Regions from separate parts of the Mus musculus genome. Here region 1 is linked to region 2. A link is a contact called in public Hi-C data. All regions are on one chromosome and are shown on one strand. Each heading gives the region's core, a stretch centred on a gene start, on an enhancer-like site or on the middle of the called end of the contact. The rest is flanking DNA. Distances are from core to core; before and after follow the strand shown.

Region 1 (5,504 bases), core at 1,368-3,867, 210 kb after region 2:
TAGTGGGGGTGGCAAGGGTAGAGGGAGGAGAAGAGAGGAGAGGGAGATGAGTAGGACTAGGAAGTACAATGTGAAATACACAAGGAACCTGTAATACATGAATGAGTGAATGAATGAATGAATGAATGAATGATGGGAAGGGAGAGAGAGAGAGAGAGAGAGAGAGAGAGAGAGAGAGAGAGAGAGAGACTTAAGCCCCAAGTTGCCACTTTGGGACAGACTATTTCACCATCCCACATGATGTTGGATATTAATACTGGAGAACTTAACATTTACTAGAATTTTTTCTATTGAAGGAATAAGAAATTATAAGGAATGGGAAACTAGAAAAATTACTATTTTGCAAGCTGCAGTGGGTAGCTGACTCAGACAAGGAACATCAATGGATGTCAGAGTCGTTGGGCAAAGCACTGTTCAAATCAGGGTGTGTTCCCTTTACCAAAGCACTACCCCACAAGAGCTTGATAACAACATGGAAAACGTTCCACCTACAAAGGAAAGAGGTGGTGACTGTCACCTTAGTCCTATCATCAAACCTCATTGTTTTAGTCACTGTTGTGCAGAGGCAACATGAAATGGGATCTGCTGAGGTGATGCGGTGGGAAGGGCATGGGTGTCTGTGATGGATTTTCTTCAAAACATGTTTACCTCAATATCTCTCAATTTACTTTATAGAAAACATAGTGGAGAAAGACTGGCCTTTCCAAATGACATTGTGGCTTTTGCTATAAACTCCTGTTCTCTGAATGGCCCCAAAATGTCCTCAGTTTTCAGTCTGCCCTGTGCTCTCTTTGGAAGGCAAGAGATAATGTTTTCTGAGCTCTTTAAAAGTTGACCATGAAAAACTTGCTGATTTAATGCAAGTTTCTTTAGCATTTCTCTAAAGAAAATAAAATCAGTGGTCTAGAAGTCTTGTTTAATAGACAGGTGCTTTTAGAACTGACTTATCTGCTAAACTGTTTTTCTGGTATGAAATTTAGAGTGCCTTGGAAAACAGCTTTCAATGAAAATGTATTTCTCTCTTGACTAATTTGACCTATTTGTTTCAGAGGTAGCCTAGTAGAAAGATAAAAACATTAGGGTTTTTTTTTCCTGAGTTCAAAGATAGATTTGTGGCATCTAGGGAAAAAGCTTAGAGACCATCACCAATACTCTGCTCCATTTCTTCACTGATTGAGTCTGTTGGCTACAGGAATGCCATTCATGTTGTTCTCTCAAGTACATGAGTAGAATCGGATGCAGAGTAGGCTCTGTAGGTGGTAGAGTGGAGGACTAAGCAAAATACTGTATATGAAAACTCTTTGGAAATTTGGAAGATCCTCCCAAATTCTGCCCCTTTGTTTGCTTATTAGTGGTTGGTCTTGAATGACCTTGTGTGTGGCAGCATTTCTGTAGACTCTACAGTGTAGCTGTTTCCCTATATCTATCTATCTATCTATCTATCTATCTATCTATCTATCTATCTATCTATCTATCTACCTACCTACCTACCTACCTACCTACCTACCTACTTACCTACCTACCTACCTATCTATCTACATTAGAGACCAGGAAGAAGATAGTGTTAAAGGGTTAATTTTACTGAAATTGTAGATTGGTTTTGGTTACAGCAGCTACACTATACATTCCTCAACTTGTCCAATTAAAGAACCTGGCAAGTGTTTTGATATCTGACAGCTCTGCTGTCAAGCAATTCTGTTCTACAATTAATCAAGCTGTAGCCATTTCCCCAACCACTGCCGTAATATAATGGCATCATTGTATGTGCAAGCACAATATACTTGTATACTGTTTAAAAGGCAGCAAAGCAAATGAACACTACAAATTCACTACGCCGTACATGCAGTTGTATCATCAAGATTTACTGTTGAACTCATGCTGTTTTAATGCTTTACTGTGTCTGACTGAGCTCAGATATCGCTATTTAGGTGCTGGTTGCTGGTTTCCGATTTCCGAAATTGAGATTCTGCCTTCTTTGGGATGTTTTCAGCTTTGTCTGGATAACACTGTACCAATGGCTCGAATCCTTTAATGATTGGATGTCAGCTCCTGGGTTTTGATTGCTGTTTTGTCTGGATCAGTGTTAGACACAACTGCAGGTCCTACTCCCCTTCGTCCCCCTCCCAGTGACTTCCTGCTGCAAATGAGTTTGCCACAAATCACGATGCCTGCAACAAGCATCTCTGGGAAGCTGTTCCATTTCTCCTTGGCAACTTGCCACTTTGTGCCTTTACTTGTAACACTGAAATGCCTGAATTTACCAAAGGACTTGGCTTCTCTGTGAAATTAACTATTTCATGGGAGTCTTTCTCTTCTACCAGAAGTATGTGTTTCTCCTAGGCACTTACTAGGTAGGCATGTTGGTCAGCTTTGACCAAACAAACAAGTGCCATTTTTCATTGATATCATTTCCTGTTTATAGATCTAATCTGATAAGCAGTCAAATTACAAGTTAGCAGAAAGGTCATCTAGAAATTACAAATGAAATGGTCAAAATGTATTTGAAAAGTAGATCTGATCCCTTGCTTCAGGAGGCAATTAGGACTCCTTACACGGATGGCATTTGGTGATGTTCAGATGTATGGACATCCTCGTGTAACTGGCATTGCTGATACCATCTGGAAGATGGGACAAGAATGCTGTGAGTCATGGCTGAATTGCTCCCGGAGAATGTGATACATACAACTTCATCCGTAGGGTGAAGAAGGATCATCAGCTGAAAAGTGCAATTTATGTACACACTGACAAATGCCACCGTGAGTCTCTTGTCACTTAGGGAAGCGAGTGAATAAATATAACCAGACTGCTGCATTCAGTGGATGTGGGATGTGGGGTGTGTGTGTGTGTGTGTGTGTGTGTGTGTGTGTGTGTGTGTGTGTGTGTGTGCCAAGCCCAGGATGAACTATGAAGCAAATCAGGATTTGCAAGTTTCTCCTTTGTTTCTTCCACTGACTCATGATCTGATCTCCATGCTGTTCCGAGGTTTTGGTTTGTAATAAAACCAATTACTTTTTATATTCTTTTGTCAAAGTTTTAATTAGCATACAAAATGCCATGGTGGCATTTTCAAATGAAGTTGTTTGGTTGATTCGGATTCGGCTTTTCTTCCTGTCTTGCTGCTCCCACACACATACTCGTACCCCCACCCCCACCCCAAGCCCAGGAGCCTCCTGCTTTCTCACCGCATGTGTCTGAGTCCTCACCTGTCTCCCCAGCACTTTGTTTCTGGTTTCGGTGGCCTATAGCCACATCCATACTTACATACATGCACAAAAACATTAAAGTCTAGGATCCATGTGTGAGAGAGCATGTGCCGTTTCTGTTCCTGAGTTTGGATCACTTCTCTTAATATAACCCTTTCCAGCTTCACTCACTTGCCTGAATTTCCATTTTGCCTTATAGCTGAATAAAATTCCATTCCGTGCATGGACCACATTTTCATCATCCATTCTTCTGCTGAATGGTCATCCATGTGTGTTTCATTTCCCTACCACTGTGGGTATGCAGCTGTAAGCGCCAACGTATGAGATCTCTGTGGCAGAATATAGAGCCCTTTGGGTGCATGCCTAGGAGTGGTATAGCTGAGTCATTTAGTAGCACTCTGTTTAACTTTTAAAAAGATTTTATTTTAATCACATATAGATGTGTGTGGATGTGTATATTATGCAGGTGACTATAGAGACCAGAAGGTAATGTCAGATTTCCTGTGATCAGCCTCATATGGATGGTGGGAATTGAACCCAGGTCCTCTGGAAGAGCAACCAGTGCTCTTAAGTGCTGAGCCATCCATCCAGCCCTGTCTGGGTTTAGTTTTTTGAGAAATCTCCACATTGATTTCCATAATAGCTGTCCTAGTTCACCTTACTCCTCTTTCCCTACATCCTCGCCAGCATTTTAGCCATCTACTTTCTTGACAATGGCCATTCTGACTAGGGAGAGGTTGGGTTTTAATGTAAAAGCATGACACATGTGTCACAGAATGTGAGTTACAGATTGTTGGCACTGTGTCAGGAGCAAACGAGCTGGGTTTCATACAGCAGTCTGGCCTGGCCATAGACCTAATAGGGCTTGGTAGCCTCAGGACCTGATGGGTCTGCATGAGGATTCTTACTACGCTCTGATCTCTTCCCACATGTGCACATCTGCTTCACATCCTGTGTGTAAGCACTTCAAAACCTGGTGCTTCGCTAGACTGACTTATTACTAAAGCGTTAAGAAGTGAGATCACCCCACATTTTGTTCTGTTTTCTAGGAACAAAGATTGTTTTTTAATCATTGTCCCCTCCCAATGAATCCTTTCTGTCACAGAATTTTGACTCATGATTACTGTACTCTTCAGCCATGGAACAAGACATTGAAAAAGTTGTGTCAAGTATCAAGTTTACACACACAGCATCCTCTGATGTGCTAATCAACATATCTAGTCACTTATCGTCAGTCAGAGCCTAGGTGTGCTTTTTAACTATCCAATCAGAGCAGAGGTTGAAATTGGGCTTTTTGCATTTAAATCAATAATCAAGAAATGATTTCACCCAAAGGAGGTAAAACATAACTTAATGCTAGTCACTTGGCTTCTTGGACTCTAAGCTTCTCACCTGTAACATAAGGTCTAAGGCCCACCTTCTCAGATCTGCCTCTTTGGGGAACTGTCCTTTGTGCTGGTCACCTTGAAGCAGATTACACATGTCACTGTGTAAAACACTCCATCCTGAAAGCTAATGGAAATTTAAGATCAGCTGCTTAGTCACTGAAGTTTTTGAGCTTGCACAGAAAGTGTCCTGTTTGTTTGTTAATTAGAAAAAGTGTATCAGTAAGAGTTGAAAAAATTCTTTTTTAAAACGCAATCACATGGATTGTGGAGATGGTTTATGGACAAAGTCCTTGGCATTGAAACATGAGGACTAGAGGTTGGATCTCTCACACTCAAATGCTGGCTGGCTGTGGAAAGTTGCCTATAATCTCAGTGCATGGGATGTGGAGACAGGGATCCACAGAACAAGCTGGCTAACTAGACTAGCGGAATTGATGAGCTCTCCATTCAAGTGAAGAACCCCACTTTAATATGTAGGATGGAAATGTCCAACATCCACCTTAGGCCTCTATGCACATGCTCACATTGCGTACACACACACACACCCATCTGCTCACACATATGTGGGTATGCATGCAAAAATTGTCAAGAAAGGGGAAAAGCTAGAATGCATCAGACTTTCCCCTAATATAATCAAGAATGAAAACAATTAGAAAGCTAACACATTCTCAAACAGTGTTATACAATATCACATCCATTTCTATACTGTCCAAATCATCTTAAGTTTTGGCAAAGTGGAAAGATGCTGCTATAAACAGAACAAGAGAAACAAAACTCTTAAATTGTTTAAATGTTTCTGAACCCAGCAATTTCAAGCTCCCTGTTTCTCATGCCTACTCACAGACTGAAAACCATTCTGTATTTCTCTCGCCAATATAAGAATGTAACCAGACATGCTACCCTCCTAAGAAAA
Region 2 (6,083 bases), core at 3,218-5,717:
TCTCTACCATTTTTGGAAATAGTAAGGGAACTCATTTTTTGTTGGTTTTGCTCTTCATTTTAGGGGGAATGTTTTTAGTTTTTCAGAATTAAGTGCTATGTTGTGCCCCAACCCATGTATATACCTATATTGAATCAGGTTGAGAGATTTTCCACATATTTCTAGCATATAGAATACTTTTCCAAATGAGGAAGTAGCGCTGAATTTTGCCAGTTGTGTCTTCATCTTTCATGATGATTGTGTGTACCTTTGGCTTTTTGATTCATAGTTGTTGTGCATTATTAATTTTCTGTCTTGGATATTGAAATTATGGCCTTATTCTAGGTAGTATTCTTTATTACTAAACTCCACCCATGAGTTCCTACATCACAGTTATGGTGTATAGGACTTTTTAGGAGTAGCTACTTTCATACTGATGAGAATTTTGTGTTTAGGTTTATGAGACATTGTTCTGTACTTTTCTTGTGATGACCTTGTCTAAATTTCAAATTACGGTAACACAGACTTGGTAAGATGACACAAGCATTTCTTCTTCAATTCTTTGAAAGAGCTTGTATAGGATTTAGTGTGAATTCTTTAAATGTATGTAAAGCTTCCTACTGAAGTCATCTCTACCTTCTCTCTTTCTCAACATTCTTTTATTACTAATTAAACTTAACTATTATAATCCCAGTCAGAGTTTTTATTTTTTCTTGAGTTCTGTTTTCAAATCTTTCTAGAAATTGTTCATGTCAAATATATTGCTCTTTCCAATGATCAACCTTAGAGTTTATTATTTTTATTATTTTTCCTGTTTTTATTTCCTTGGTATCTTCTCTAATTTGGTCTCCCTCCACCCTCCTTTCTCTTTTCCTTGCCTCTCTCCTTCCCTCCCTCCCTTCCCCTCTTTATGTTTAGTTTTTTCTCCCTCTGTGGTGTCTTCAAGTAGAAAGTTACATTAGTGGTTTGCAATCTACTTTTATAGGGTAACTTGCCTTCTGTGCACTGTGAATCTATGCCACAAACGTTTTGGTATGAGGTTCTCTAGTTTCCCTTCACCTTGAAATATTTCTATGACATTTCCTGTATTGTTCCTCCTGATCTATTGCTTATGTAAGCATGTCTTAATTACTTTATACACATTTTGGATTCTCTGTGCAGTTCTGTTATTGGCTTCTGATTGCACAACAAAATAGTTGGAGAGCATTTTTATATTTTTTGATCCTTATTTTAAGCATGTTGAGGCTTGCCCAATAGCAGCCTAGTATGTAGTTTATTCTAGAGTGGTGCCAACTCTAAAAATTACAGTCTCAACACCATACTACCAAATGTTGAAATCCCCATGCACCACAAGATTGAGATTCCAAAATGTTTTAAAGGCCAATGCCATTATCCCCAAAGCTTGAAGTGTTGAATGTTGAAATCTTGAGACCAGTAGCACCTATTATGGGACTGAAAAGTCATGTGAGAGCGACAGAGAGCCAAATCCTCTGAAGGGATTAATGTGATTTTGGTTGCATGTCACATAGCTGCAGCGTATCTGGTGAATGAATGCCTAAAAACTGGGCTGTGTCTTTGAGGGCGTTTCCAAAAGAGAGTGTGGTGTGAGCCTGAGTGCATGAAGTGCATCTCTGCCATGTACAAAGATGGATATGGATTGCATCTCAAAGGAAGCAGTGGCCATTCCTCATAACCTGAAACTCGAAGTCACAATTAATGGTAGATGTTGAGCCAGCTCTTCAGACTGCCTCATGTGATTACCCACCACCATCTGTCTACAGAATGCTTTTTATGTGTTCATCTTTTCCTTTATGAGTTTTTTCTTTAGATTTTTATCACTCAATTCCCTGGCTTTATTAACATACTCGTTTGTGTGTTTGTTTGTTTTGGCAGCACTGGGAATTGAACCCAGGGCTTCATTAATGCGAGGCAGGTCCTCCAGCACTGTGCTACCTCCCTAGCTCTACCTGCATTATTTTAAATCCTCACTGTTACATTTTATAATTTTCTTTACCATGTATTTCATCTTGTCATTTTCAATACTAAGAGTATACATTTTATTAAGACTTTTAAAGATTTGAAATTTATTTCATGCATTATTTATAGATCTGGCTCAGCATAAGAGTAGTATCATGGGTTTTGAACTTGCATGTAAGTATCGAGAGTATAAGGCAAGTCACTGGAAGGCCCATAATAAATGACAAGACACTCTTTTTGGTGCATCTGCACACATAGACTATGCAGTTCCTCAAGATCCTGGCTCTTTGAGAGACTGAATAGGAGATGGTTACCTGTTGTGATTTTCATTTACTTTTTAAAATTGAAAATAACATTTTTCATATTATAATTAAAAAAACAATATTGTGAAAATTCATTTCTATCATTGAATTTTGATGGTGGTAGTTATAACACTACACATATTTAATTACCAGCCACAGAGTTATACATGTAAACTTTTAACTTTTTGGACTATCCCTTTATTGAATATAATCTGTTCAAAACTATTATGTAACTGTTATTGGTATATCTATTTATGCTTACAAAACATATGTTGTTATTTCCCATTTTATTGTGCAAAGTAGTCTACCAAGTCTTTAGCTTTTCAAATGTATCCTTTAAAAATACTGTAGATAAGTATTTGTGTGTGTGTGTGTGTGTGTGTGTGTGTGTGTGTGTGTGTATGTGTGTGTGTGTATGTGTGTGTGTGTGTACTGCTGGAGACCAAACCTAGAGCCTTGTATGTGCTAGGCAAGCACTTAACCACTGAGCTTTATTCTTATCTCCAATTAACTTTTTTCAAAGTATTGCTTCCAGTTATGTTTGTACAATTATTATTTTCAGATTTTGACTTTTCAGTATGCTTAGACTTTAGGAATTTTGACCAGTTTGTATTTCAGCATTTTGAATTATGCCCTTTGGCTGGTGGTGTCTGTGTGGTGTTTGGAATTATAGTTAGGCTCTTATACATACAAGGCAGACACTCCATCACTGAGTTATAGTGAATTAAGGTCCTTTGTATTGTGTCTTTTGAAATAATGGTCCAAATTCATCCTGGAGAAAGTGCCGTGTGCATTTGTGAAGAACATGCAGTAGAATGTGATAGTCCTGATGATGGGGTGGGGGATCCCGTAGGATCAATAGCATTGTTGAAATCTTTTATTTCCTTAGAAATTTGCTTTCTGTGCCTTTTAATCCATTGTTGAAAGTAAAATATTTAAGTCTTTAGCTCTTGTTGTTCAGTTGTCCATTTTGCTCTTCAGTTCCTGCCACAGTTTTTTGAGTGATGCTGTAGTTGATATGTATGTATTCATACTTATGTTAGTTCCTTGATTATTTGATACTCTTTAAAAATTAAACTTCTCCAGTATCTGAAAACATATATTGTATTAATTTGTTTCATTTGATATTAATATAATATATATATATATATATATATATATATATATATACACACATACATACATATATATATGTTTATTGTCAGCACAGTAAATCATATCATTTACATGTGACTCCAATTCATCTCCTATAAACAACTGAACCTTTTAGAAAAATCTAGGTTGAGAGTCTTTGCATTTTAATTTGGCTGTTGAAATCTTTCACATGTACTACTGCTGTTGCTATAGTTGGATGTACTTTTGCTTTCTCAGACTTTTATGTATGTTTAGTATCTACTTGTTCTTCTATTTTTTTATTAATCCCTTCAACACTAAATTAATATTTTTTAGTGTGGTATTTTAATTACTTTAACAATTCTTCCAAAATGTATTTTGTCCCCTTGGTGTTTCTCTGGGGGTTGTCATACACAACGTAACCTCCCATTCTTTGCTCATCCCAGCTTCAGTGTCCATCCCGCTAATGGAAATGCTCATCAAAGAAACAGATTTTAAATCCAATAACAGACTTCCAGTCTCCCTTTCACTCAGCTACTGTTTGATCTTGTTAATTGCTCTATTTTTGAATCTTGTCTTGAGTGGTTTGCGGGACGGTGTTCCGTCCTGCTCTTCCCCTACACAATCACGTACTCTTGTTCTGTCTTCTGTCACAGTTTCTTTTAGACATCAAAATATGGTTTGGGCCCAGCCCCCAGGGCTGCCTCTCCTGTCTTCCTTCATTACTCATTAGTTACTCCAGTTCACCGGAGACTGTAACTCATCTTTCCTCTGAACTTGAAGCTCCATAACAAATTTGCCTTCTTAGCATCCCCACTTTGGATGCTTAGTAGACGTCTACATTTTGCCACATTCAGAGATAGACGACCAAGCCTGCCATACCCTAGTTAACATTGTTAATACTAATCCAGTTTCTAACGGATGCTCAGGCTAAAAATCCTTGGAGGAACTCTTGCCTTGGTCCTCTCTGTCTGTCATGCTCCCTCACCCAGTGTATTAGCAAACATTGTCAGCTGTCTCCTTTCAGATTTATCTACAACTTAAACACTTCCTCAATTACCACTGCTCTTAGAACAGCCAGTGCATTCCTCTGTCTGGATTCCTGCAATTACCACCATCCCAGCTTCCTGCTACAGTGTATTCACAGAGCGAGTAGCCAGGGTGATGTTTTGAGAAAGTCAAGTGAATTTAGCTTGATTCCCACAGTTGGTATGTGAGTTCTGGTTCTTGGTAGAAGCCTCACTGGCCTCTCTCCGTCTCTGTTTCTGTCTCTCTGTCTCTGTCCCTGTCTCTGTCTCTCTGACACCCTCTCTGTCTTTCTCTGTGTCTCTCTGTCTCTGTCTCTGTCTCTCTGACACTCTCTCTGTCTCTCTGACACTCTCTCTGTTTCTCTCTGTGTTTCTCTGTCTCTGTCTCTCTCTCTCTCCCGGTAATGACTGCTTAGGTGTTTTCACAATAAAGTATCTGGACTTCTCTAGAATATAAATGACATTTCAAGAGATCAGGAAGGTAGAAGCTGTCTTTTTTAGTAATCTAATGTTGGAAGTTACATAGCACCCCTCTGTCAGGTTCATGAGCCAAGTTTTTAAATCTGACACTCATTTTAGGAGGGAAGAAATAGGCTTCTCCTCTTCAAAGGAGGATTGCTGTAAAGCTTCCAGATGTAAAACCTCCATGGGGTCTTCCCCAGATGCTTCTCCGGCCTCATTTTCTTCAATTTCCTCATTCCGTGCTTAACTTTTACCTTTACCATTCATAAACCATGACAGACAGGCATGTCGCCACCTCAGGGCCTGTGAGCTGCCTCTGCCTGGAAGGGGCTTTCTGGCTGACAGTCACATAGCTCTGTCACCTCTCCCATCTCTGCTCAAAGGTCAGCTCATCTTGAAAAAAATATCTTTTGCGCTTAGTTACAACAACACATTCCCTTTTACCTCTATTCCTGCCTTCTGTGCCTGTCTCTCCTTGTGGTTTGTGTCATTACATGACATGGGCTGCATCTTTTTTATTGGATTATTACCTTCATTCATAAGTGCCTCCTTTCAACTGAAAAGTTCCCAAAGAGAGCAGGGATCTGGTGTGTTTAGTTGACTCCTGTAACCCCCATGTCTTGAGTAACCCCCTTTTCTACTACCGATTTTTGGAACTATTGTTTTACATGACTGAAAACATTAACCTACTGTGTTTATAATTACACTGAGGGAATTTGTATCTACATCCATGTAGAAGAATCAGATGCTCAGGAAAGCAGTTGAGAAGTAGTGACCATGTGGGTGAACTTGGGTCAACTTCTTATTTTGAATGTTATCTTTTATCTTGTATATGTTTACCTAGCATTTTACCCAGAATTATAGTTACAGACCTCTGAATAACTTCTCAACATATAATTTGACTTCTTTATCCAATTTATTATTAGTAATTCATGATTCACCCAAGGCCTTTTGGACTGTTGTTAAATTGTAAATAGCAAACAAAACAACAAACAAACAAACAAAAACATCATAAAACAAAAAGCTATTATATACACATACTGCTTTTGTGCCTGAAAACTCCCTCTTCCCACAAACTTTTAGTGAGTGTGCTGTGAACAGTGCTTTGATAGACCAAATAAAGTAATTAGCTCCCCCAAAGTTGGAAGAGTTGTAGATATAGGTCCAGTTAGTAAAATGTCGTGATTCCATGAATCTCCATTGTAACTTACTTGATTTATTT

The links. Hi-C and Micro-C count contacts between places; a contact is called where the count stands out from the background.
Region 1: a Hi-C map of the N1E-115 cell line shows a contact between it and region 2, with 1.8 times the contacts expected there. The contact joins two enhancer-like sites. A contact is called at or near these places in 1 of 15 datasets of contacts at CTCF or cohesin (the NIH/3T3 cell line) and 1 of 484 Hi-C or Micro-C datasets (the N1E-115 cell line).

What each region holds. Positions count from the first base shown.
Region 1 is chr2:61,282,259-61,287,762 of GRCm38.p6, forward strand. No RefSeq gene overlaps it. Among named protein-coding and RNA genes, the nearest start is that of Gm26422, 4.7 kb to the left of the region's middle. Within about 2 kb of position 2,618, at least 17 of the 459 cell types and tissues checked have an H3K27ac peak or open chromatin away from gene starts, as enhancers often do. A contact at or near this core is called in the N1E-115 cell line, where this site is marked.
Region 2 is chr2:61,066,759-61,072,841 of GRCm38.p6, forward strand. No RefSeq gene overlaps it. Among named protein-coding and RNA genes, the nearest start is that of Gm39833, 58 kb to the right of the region's middle. Within about 2 kb of position 4,468, at least 17 of the 459 cell types and tissues checked have an H3K27ac peak or open chromatin away from gene starts, as enhancers often do. A contact at or near this core is called in the N1E-115 cell line, where this site is marked.